2 separate regions of the Hordeum vulgare genome follow, and region 2 is linked to region 1. Evidence: chromatin contacts called from public Hi-C data. All regions are on one chromosome and are shown on one strand. Each heading gives the region's core, a stretch centred on a gene start, on an enhancer-like site or on the middle of the called end of the contact. The rest is flanking DNA. Distances are from core to core; before and after follow the strand shown.

Region 1 (4,669 bases), core at 1,463-3,962:
ACTTCACATCAACTCTATTTTTGTAGCTACACTCCTTTCTAGCTTTCCTTAACAATTCAACATTCTCAAATACTTGACCCACATGGAACTTTGGACAATGTAGGTCCTCCTTTCCGAATGATCTAAACTTGGTCTGAGTTTCATCATCTCAATCTGGTGCCCACAAATCCTCACCTTCCGAGTCATAATCAAACACACATTTCACCTGTCATGTATCTCCACCTTTGACCTTATCATTTGACTTCACTGGATCATCTTCATCCACATTGTCAGCATAAAGATCATCATCCCCATCACTGATATCAAAGTCACTATCAAACATCTCGGCCAGATCAAAATCACTGTCATCTGAGTAACTATCTGATGCTGACAATCCTTCTTTCCTTCCCCTCTTGGCTCTTTTATCCATGTTTTCCTCCCTCTCCACTCCATTGTTCTTTGCCTTTGCTCCACTAGCATCCAATGTACTGCACGTTGTTCTGGCTCAACAATAATCTCTTCCCGCAAATGCTCCAAATAGCCTCACTCAATGTTCCGTGTCCTCCTTGCAAAGATAAATGGATTGTCATAATCAACTTCAACTTCTGCATTGTTTGGATAAACCATCTGAATTGGAATAGGAGCTTCTTTCTACTACTGGATTATCAATGCTATTTTCTTTGGAAGGGCTGAACACTAGTGGGAGATGAGCTCTTGGATTATTGACTATATCATCAACATCTTTGTTAGCAAGCAAACTGTCGTCATGGTCAAGATAAAATATCAAAGAAATGATGGCTGGTTGACATAAATGCCATCATTTGATCAGTATCTTCCTCAGTCCTAATATGTCTCAATGCATTTCTGGTGATGTCAAGAATATGAATGCAGTAGTATGGTTTTATCCTTCCACCCATCTCCCATCCCATCTCCCATCCCATCTCCTCCACCATGATTGGAGACCAAGCTAACCTGTCAACTTGATCATACCACACTTCATGTCCATTGACATAACTTTTGTTGCTTCATTGACCATGGAAAAGCCCCCATGATGAAATAGAACTGAGAATTTGTCACTACATGCTCCTGTTAAAAAAGCATACATATTGAATAGAGGGACAACTAATTGTCACAAAATTGACCAAAAATTGAAACGTTCATTTCAACTATATACCCTATAATGAACCCCCAATTCTTGGTCTCCAAAACCCCAACACAAAATCTGAACCGTAGTACAATTTAGGACAAATTATGTGAACAACAAACCCGTAGCTGTGACTAACAAACTCAATTGGATGTGGAATCAAGCCTATATTTAACTTTTCACCCCGTGGCAAAAGCCCTACCAGAAATCCCCAAATCGGTCCACAAAACCCTATAATTCTTCCAATGCGGGCATAATCAACAGAAACCCTGGACTAACTGAATCACATCTCTAGAAAACTCGATTAGATGTCAAATAGGCCAAAAATCTTCACTTACTCTACTCGAGGACACGAGCTCCGTCGGGCGACGAACTGCAGCCATGGCAGCGATGCCTTGTCTTCACCACGGTGGCGAGACCCTCCTCCACGGTCGATTCTTCCAACCTGACATCCAAAATCGTCACCGACCAGAACGTCGACGATCAACTGCTCTCTCCTCACCCACGCCGTCGCCTCCAATGACGAGACATGGGAGGTGGAGAGACACGGATGATGGAGAGGTGGGAGGGCGACCAGAGATTGAAACGAGGTGGGAGGGTTTTTTTGAAAATTTCCCAACGGTTCGCTCCTCCAATCGACACTTGACACGGAGACTAGTCAACATGTAGTTAAAACGTCGATGTATCTGACTCTTACGTAAACATCGACCACATAATCACGTCTCATCGTACAAAGTGACCGTATGCTAAGTAGAGTGACCAAAGCGAGCTGCTAGTGCAAGTTAAAGTACCTGTAGTGCATTTTACTTCTAAACTAAATTCACTTAAATTCATTTTAGGGGAACGTATGCTGACGCAATTCCAATTCTTAGGCCCCCTTTGTTTGGGCTACAGATTCCCAAGAATCAGCTATAGCTTAGATTCTGAAAATCAGTTGTGGCTGTGGATTTTAAGAATCTGAAGCTGAATGTTTGTTTGCCCTGCTGTAGAAAAACCACAAGTGTTGTGAAATGTCCATAATGTCCGGAAGGCCACGAACGCCGGCGCTGGAGCACAAGGGGACCGCCGGCGCTGGAGCACAAGGGGACGGCGGCGCTGGAGCACAAGGGGCCGCCGGCGCTGGAGCACAAGGGGACGGCGACGCTGGAGCACAAGGGCCGCCGGCGCTGGAGCACAAGGGGACGGCGGCGCTGGAGCACAAGGGGCCGCCGGCGCTGGAGCAGAAGGGGACGACGGCGCTGGAGCACAAGGGGACGGCGGCGCTGGAGCACAAGGGCCGCCGGCGCTGGAGCACAAGGGGACCGCCGGCGCTGGAGCACAAGGGGACGGCGGCGCGACGGATCTGCGATGGGCAGGGTGGGGATCGAGCGAACCAGACTTGCCCGTGGAGGAGTTGGGCTGGGGGTGCGGTGGCATTTGCCTCGTAATAACGGGAAGAAATTGGCCCAAAGTTGAGAGGGGGTAAGTGGCAGCTCGGGAATCAGCAAATTCGCTGATTCCAGCTTCTGGGCATGTCTAGTGCATTTTGTAGAATCTGATTCTACACAGCTAAGGTAAAATCTGACTCTTTGTTTGCAAATCGGATTTTGACTGTGCTAGAATCAGGAATCACTAAACAAAGGCCACCTTATACCCTATGTCTTCGAAGGGCCAGAAGAAGAAGAAGCCGTCGGTGTCCCCCCAGCCGTCACCTCGTACCCCCCTCTCTCGCGCCCGTGAAGGCACCGGCGGCTGCATCCTGGACCTCCCGTCCACCGCTGCAAGGGTGGCGGCGCGGTACCCGGCGCTCGTACCCCGCGGAGGCGCCGGTTCTTTCACCGGCACCGTCCTCGATGTGGTCTCCAGGGGCGGGATCCGCGGTGGCGAGGGGAGGCTCTGGCTCTCCGTGGACGCCATGGCCAGCGCCGGGCTGCGGCATGGGTGCCTCGTCTCTGTATGCTCCTCAAAATTAGGATTTGTTTCTGCACCGAACTACTAGTAGTTAACTAAACACTACACTTGTGTTTTCAATGCAAACCATGTTCCATGTAACATCAGTTCTTGCTATTGAAATTTCGATTGTGAGCCGACCTTTGACTGTGTAGATGTATCTCACAGTGGCCCCTTGATGTTCTATTTGGTCAACATCTGGCCAATTAAATATATGCTGATTGACCCACACTGTTTTTCAATACTGCCACAAAGCATCATATTTACAGCTTGTTTCTGAAAATAAGATTAGCAGTTTAGCACATACTTCTACATTGGATTATGATACCCTGGTCGTAGAACTGACATTCGAGCTTCCAATGGGTTCCAATAAAGATAAAACTTTAGCTTACCAGTGTCTATGTGTTGTTTTGTTCGTGTCAGCTGAGCTATGTCTCCTTATTCTCAGGTGTCACTCGTTTCTTCAAGTAGTAACAGTTTAGATGGCTTCCCACTTGATAGCTTATTTGAGGAGTGCGCCAGATTCTTTGATCTTGATGTGGACAATGATCTCATCTCTAATGAAGCTGGAGTGAACTTTGTGACTGCCAAAGTTTCCCCTTCATGTGAGGTACGTGCCTTTGTTATCTTTCTTCCCTTGGTGTATAAATGTCGTGAATACGGAACTGTAAAAGTTGCTGATTGGACGGTCACCCTTATCAGGTTCAAAAGAATGACATCAAGCTCTCTTGGGACCTTGCCTGCACTCTGGGATACCCTGTAATAGGTCGTCCTTTGCTAATTAGCCCCCTATATACATCTCAAGCCCCAAAACAAACTGATGGTGGTGAGTTTTTGAGAGTGATAAAATGCAGCGATCTCTACCTTAGTCTAGTTCCACCAAAAGTTGCACCACCCAGCCGTAATAAGTCAGAGTCTGATTGCCATCCTGTAAGAAATGTGATGTTTGTGGAGTCACCTAAAAGGATTCCTTCAACTTCTCCATGCAGAAATGAATCCCATGATGGTGCATCTTACAGTGGCTCTTCATTGTGCTTGGATCGGGCCACTGCAAAATCAGTATTAGCAGATGAGAAAATAAATGACTTGCTGCAGATTTCTGCATCACGGTGGCTTGGTGGTAGGCACTTAATGAAAGGAAACTATGTTCCTCTCCCAATCTGCGGGAAACTATCTATGTTCGTAGTTTTGCGTGCAGAAACAGATGGATCTGCCCTGGATGTAGTGCATGAGAAAAGCAATTCGATGTCTGATGCAAAGGTCTCTGTTAAATTGGTTGAAACCCCTGCTTTGTTCCTTGTTGACAGAACCACAAAAGTGCACCTTTCTGATTTGTCATCTTCAAAGGAGTCTGGGTCAGATAAGCTAGGGTTCCTACCAGAATATTCCATATGTGCTGATACAGGAAATGAAGATACCAATCATGACCAAAGGCTTGGTGGGTTATCTGAAGTGTCAGCAAAAGTAAAAGAAATGATTTCATTTTCGCTGGCAGATCAAATTTGTCTGCCGATGAATGGTTTGCATGATTTACCAAGGTATAGTGTGAACTTATCCCTGCTAAATTGCAAACACATTTATTTGTTAGTTACTTAGTTAACAATATACTGTTTGTTC
Region 2 (4,669 bases), core at 850-3,349, 810 kb before region 1:
CACACATTTTATTGCCAGATCCATTTTCTGAGAGAGAACCACCTACTCATGTGTTGAGACCGACATATTCCAATCCAATCATTTGAAGCTTGATCTCTAGCCTCCCCAAACAGCTTTCCACCAAATCAATCTCTACTACCCATGCATATTCTGTGAGAGAGTGATTTTGTGTTGAGGAGACTATCTTTAGAAGCACAAGAGCAAGGAGTTCATTGATCTACCACATCTATTACCTTTTGGAGGTTGGTGCCTCCTAGATTGGTTAGGTGTCGTTTGGGAGCCTCCTACTTCCTGTTGTGGAGTTGAACTAAGATGTTTGTAAGGGCAAGGAGATCGCCTACTTCGTGAAGATCTACCGTGAGTAAGGCTAGTCCTCCGTGGATGAAAGCCGTGGTGGAATAGACAAGGCCCCTTCTTTGTGGACCCTTCGTGGGTGGAACCCTCCGTGGACTCTCGCAGCCGTTACCCTCTGTGGGTTGAAGTCTACACTAACATGGACGTACGATAGCGCCACCTATCGGAACCATGCCAAAAATTGTCGTGTCAACTTCTTCGCGTTTGATCTTCTTAATCTCTACTCCTTTACATGCACAAAGTCTTTACTTTTCCGTTGCCATTTATATTGACTAGCATGTGTAGGGTGCACTAGACTTGTTAGAACTGCTAGATTTCTGCCCTCCTTGAAATTGGGTTAGGCCAGGAATTTTATCTAAACAAGTAGTCTATTCACCCCCCCCCCCCCTCTAGACACATCTTCTATCGATCCCTCAGCTTCACCAAATTTTCATCAACTAATCCCATCAATCCATCAGACAATTGTTTTCTAGGACATGACCAATGGAGCATCATGATTACTCCTCGTCGAGCAACACTCGAATGCACTTTCATATTAACAACAATAGTGCCTAAGGACAAATTGCGCCGCTCGACATGAGCAATTTCCTCCCTGCCTCCAACATATTCCAAATTTTGACCCTCACGCACAAACGCACCATTGAAATGGAATTGCACAACCATGAAATCCATAGGATCCATTCAATTTATAAAAGATGAAAAAACAAAATGAGAAAGTATTACTAGGGTTTCAACAAGCCCAAGCTAGCAACAACAACTTGTCTATGCCTAGGGTTAGCAGCAACAACAACAACCTAAGGGAAATAGAGGGGGGAAGGGAGGGAAGAGAGGGTGAACCTGCCGGCGGTGTGGCGGTGCCGCCTGTCTCTGGTCGCCGGCGGTGGAGTTTGTGGACACGACTCAGGCGGCGGCCCTTGCGACCCAGGCGGCGATGGGGTGGACTTGGGTGCGGGGTGTGGCTATGAATGAACAAGAGACAAAGATGGGTATAGGGTTGGATTGATGCGCGCGTGGCATGCTGACTGTGTTGTCCAGTCAGCTTTGACTCGGTCAAAACCGCTTGACCAGCCTACTGAGTCAAGGGTTGTAATCTGGACCCTGTGACAAGTTGAGGGTTGAATCCAACCGATTTTAGAGTTCAGGGTTGAAAATCAAACCACATGGTTAGTTAAGCCTTGAAATGTGGACTTTTCTCTATTCCATATAATCGACGAAGCTCCAAAACATGTAAAGTTAATGGCCTACTATGACACATAACCACTACAAATTCCAGCTATGAGTATGAATGCATGGCAAACACAAATGATGAACGGTGCGGTGGGGGTTGTGTTTCTTTCCTTATTCCATTGAATCGACAAAACTCCAAAACATGTGAAGTTAATGACAACCTATTTTGACACAGAACCATGACAAATGCCAGTTGTGAGTAGGAACGCATGGTAAAACACAAAGTATGAATGATCACATCGATCTGTCGATACCGTGTGTAAAAAGGATAACCACATGGATGTCCGTGCTTGCTGTGTGCGTGTTGGAGAGGGAGGAGGGCAGCCTTTCTTTGGTAAAAGAGGAAAGAAACAAACCCTAACCAGGCCGCACGCCTACTTAACCGGTACTCAGAACCACAAGGCTCTCCTCACACAACAAAACTTGCCAAACTCCTCCAAATGTCTACTCTCTCCAGAAGAGAAGACCCCCACCCACCCACCCACCCACTCCCCTTGCCTCCGATGACCCCCGAAGATCTTCCCTCATCGACCCGCGGCAGCAGGAAGCGAAAGTTCCGCCGTATTTTCAACCACGGAAGCCCTTCATCACGTCGCGGCCATGCTAATCAAGGAAGACCGCCGACGGGAGCTGCTCCCCTCTTACGCCTCTTTTCGCCACGCCTACGGCGAGGAGACGGTGGTCAGGGTGGTTGCAGTGGTCAGGATGGTCGCGGTGGCCGCATGAATTCATCGATGCCGCTTCAAGATTCAGACACTGCTGATAACCGGCAGCCGTTTCCACACCAGGAGAGAGGTATGGATCTGGGGGTGGCCGAGAAGGAGGCCGAGGACCATCTATTCGCTACCAAAACTTTGCTTCGGACCAGATCGGGCAGTCAAGGCCTTAAAAATGGGGCGACCACGGACAGGGCTAGGACAATGGAGATCTTGGACAGGGAGTTTGCCCTGAGGGTGCAGGAGAAGGATTTGGACAAACGGCGCTATGCCAAATATGTGAGCGATGCGCAGAAGATCATGCGCCAGGAGGCCAACGAGTTGGCCGTCTCTGGCCAACGCATCACTGCCAACATTCCCAAGGGAAAGGAACCCGTAACGCCCCCATATCATGTACTCGAGTCAACAGACGTGCCAAAGACCCACACCGTCCTTGTTGTCCTCAGCGATGACGACGAGGAGGAGGAGGAGATGGCTAACAAGCTCGCCTCCAATACTAATAACTCCTCCGTGAACATCGTGGATCCTCGTGCGGCAGCAACTATGGCGATTGTGGCAGCCCCTTCTGCTGCGACTTCTGCACCGCCTCCACATACCCCGGCATCCGGTGCGCCTACTGCCCTTGCACCAGATTCGGCAGCCCCTGCCACTTATGGCCATGGCAATGGCGTTGCTGGTGCATGCGCACGCGGGATCAAAAGGCCGCACCCACCTGATGCAATCTTTGCACCGTCTCCGGACGCGGTGGCGCCAATGGCCTTTGCAACTGCTCTCGCTACCCCTGCTGCTTACGATCATGGGAACATGCGAAGGATGGAGGAGGAACTGCAGGACAAGGAGGTCGTATCTGCCTCCCTGGCCCGGACGATGCATCACAGCTCGATGAGCGCCTGGTTGGACCGGCCAGGGTGGCCAAATTACACCAAACGGCCCCGCAAACCCCGCTCGGCCCCTCGACATCGCGGTTTGCGGATGAACCACAACACGGCGGGGCCAGCCCCTGCCTATGCTGGTTCCTCATCCCGTGCCCCTCCTGCAAACATCAGCAACTCCGCTCCAGGCTCCTCATCCCGTGCCCCTCCTGCTGACATCTGCAACTCAATTCCGGGCTCCTCGTCCCGTCTCCCTCCTGCTAACATCAGCAGCTCGGCTCCGGGCTCCTCATCCAGTGCCACTCCTTCTAACGTGAGCAGCTCCGCTCCGGGCTCCTCATCCAGTGCCACTCCTGCAAACGTGAGCAGCTCCGCTCCGGGCTTGGCTACGGCTGAGCAAGGGAGGGGGATGCGTGGCTTCATCCGCATCTTCGGCGTCGAGATGGCTCCGCAGGAGTAGGCGATACTTCTGCCAGCGCTACCGGGGGATTTGCAGCTCAGCATGCTAACCCGTTAGCCCACTCATGATTTCCTCCTGCTGATTCTCAATCAGCGGGCGGAATAGTATCTTTGCTTCCATTATTTACTTTCGAGATGATTACTTCGGTTCAGATTTTACATAGTTCATACCAGAGCTGTTAGCCTGTATGTAGGCTTTCCAGATTTATCAGTTTTACAAATTAGTTCGATTTTGATTCTAGGGTTCATACCGGAGCTTGTAGCCTTGTAGGCGTTCCAGATCAACCAGTTGTATGAATCACTTCGGTTTAGATTCTACAGAGTTCATACAAGAGCATGTAGCCTTTTGGCTTTCCAGATGTAATCAGGTGTATGAATTATCTCATGGAATTAAGTTATAAGAGTTGTTTGAGCAACGCATTTCTCAAAACAAGCTTTCTTCCAATTATATATATAAAGCCCAAACAACCGAACCGATACAAGGTGCTGGGAAAACAGAGTTGTGAACGTTTTCGGAAACGAAATTGCGAGAGTTTATTCAGTATGCACTCTCCTATTAGTCTCTGAATGTACATCAAATGTGTCAAAAATAATCAAGCTGTGCTACTTGGACCTCTCCTTGTATACAACACAGATGTAAATTAAGTGAAGACCTTCTGATGTCAGAGAATGTAACTAAATCTTTTTTGGGTCATGAGCATCAGTTGGATCTTACAAGTATTAGGTACTCAGTATATAATTCTCTGGTGATGATGATGGCATATGCACGTGACTGCGTAAGAAGTACCGAGATCGGAGGGTCATATATTCTGAATTGCCAGTCTAGCGGCAATCATACCGATATTATGTTCTACGTACTCGATTCCGCTGTTTACTCTTTCCAGCGTGTCTGTTGAATCCATTGCCTTTATCTTGTATTTTTGCAGGGTAAGAAGTTCTGCATCTGACATACCTGTAGTGTATGACTCTAATGTTAGATGAGACTACATGAAACTGATGTACATCCTTTCTGCGCCATCTCTTTAGTTCGTCATTCCAGGT

Evidence for each region. Hi-C and Micro-C count contacts between places; a contact is called where the count stands out from the background.
Region 2: a contact with region 1 is called in a Hi-C map of seedling, with 3 times the contacts expected there. The contact joins the promoter of LOC123447867 here to the promoter of LOC123447865 in region 1. A contact is called at or near these places in 2 of 6 Hi-C or Micro-C datasets (leaf and seedling).

What each region holds. Positions count from the first base shown.
Region 1 is chr4H:58,128,603-58,133,271 of MorexV3_pseudomolecules_assembly, reverse strand. It overlaps LOC123447865 (calmodulin-interacting protein 111-like), which reads left to right and starts at 2,712. Exons shown (of 11, transcript XM_045124572.1): 1 at 2,712-3,056; 2 at 3,501-3,662; 3 at 3,755-4,590. The coding sequence starts at 2,760.
Region 2 is chr4H:58,942,637-58,947,305 of MorexV3_pseudomolecules_assembly, reverse strand. It overlaps LOC123447867 (mucin-1-like), which reads left to right and starts at 2,099. Exons shown (of 1, transcript XM_045124575.1): 1 at 2,099-4,044. The coding sequence starts at 2,304. The coding sequence ends at 3,629. It overlaps LOC123447870, which reads right to left. Exons shown (of 7, transcript XM_045124576.1): 7 at 4,138-4,580. The coding sequence ends at 4,429.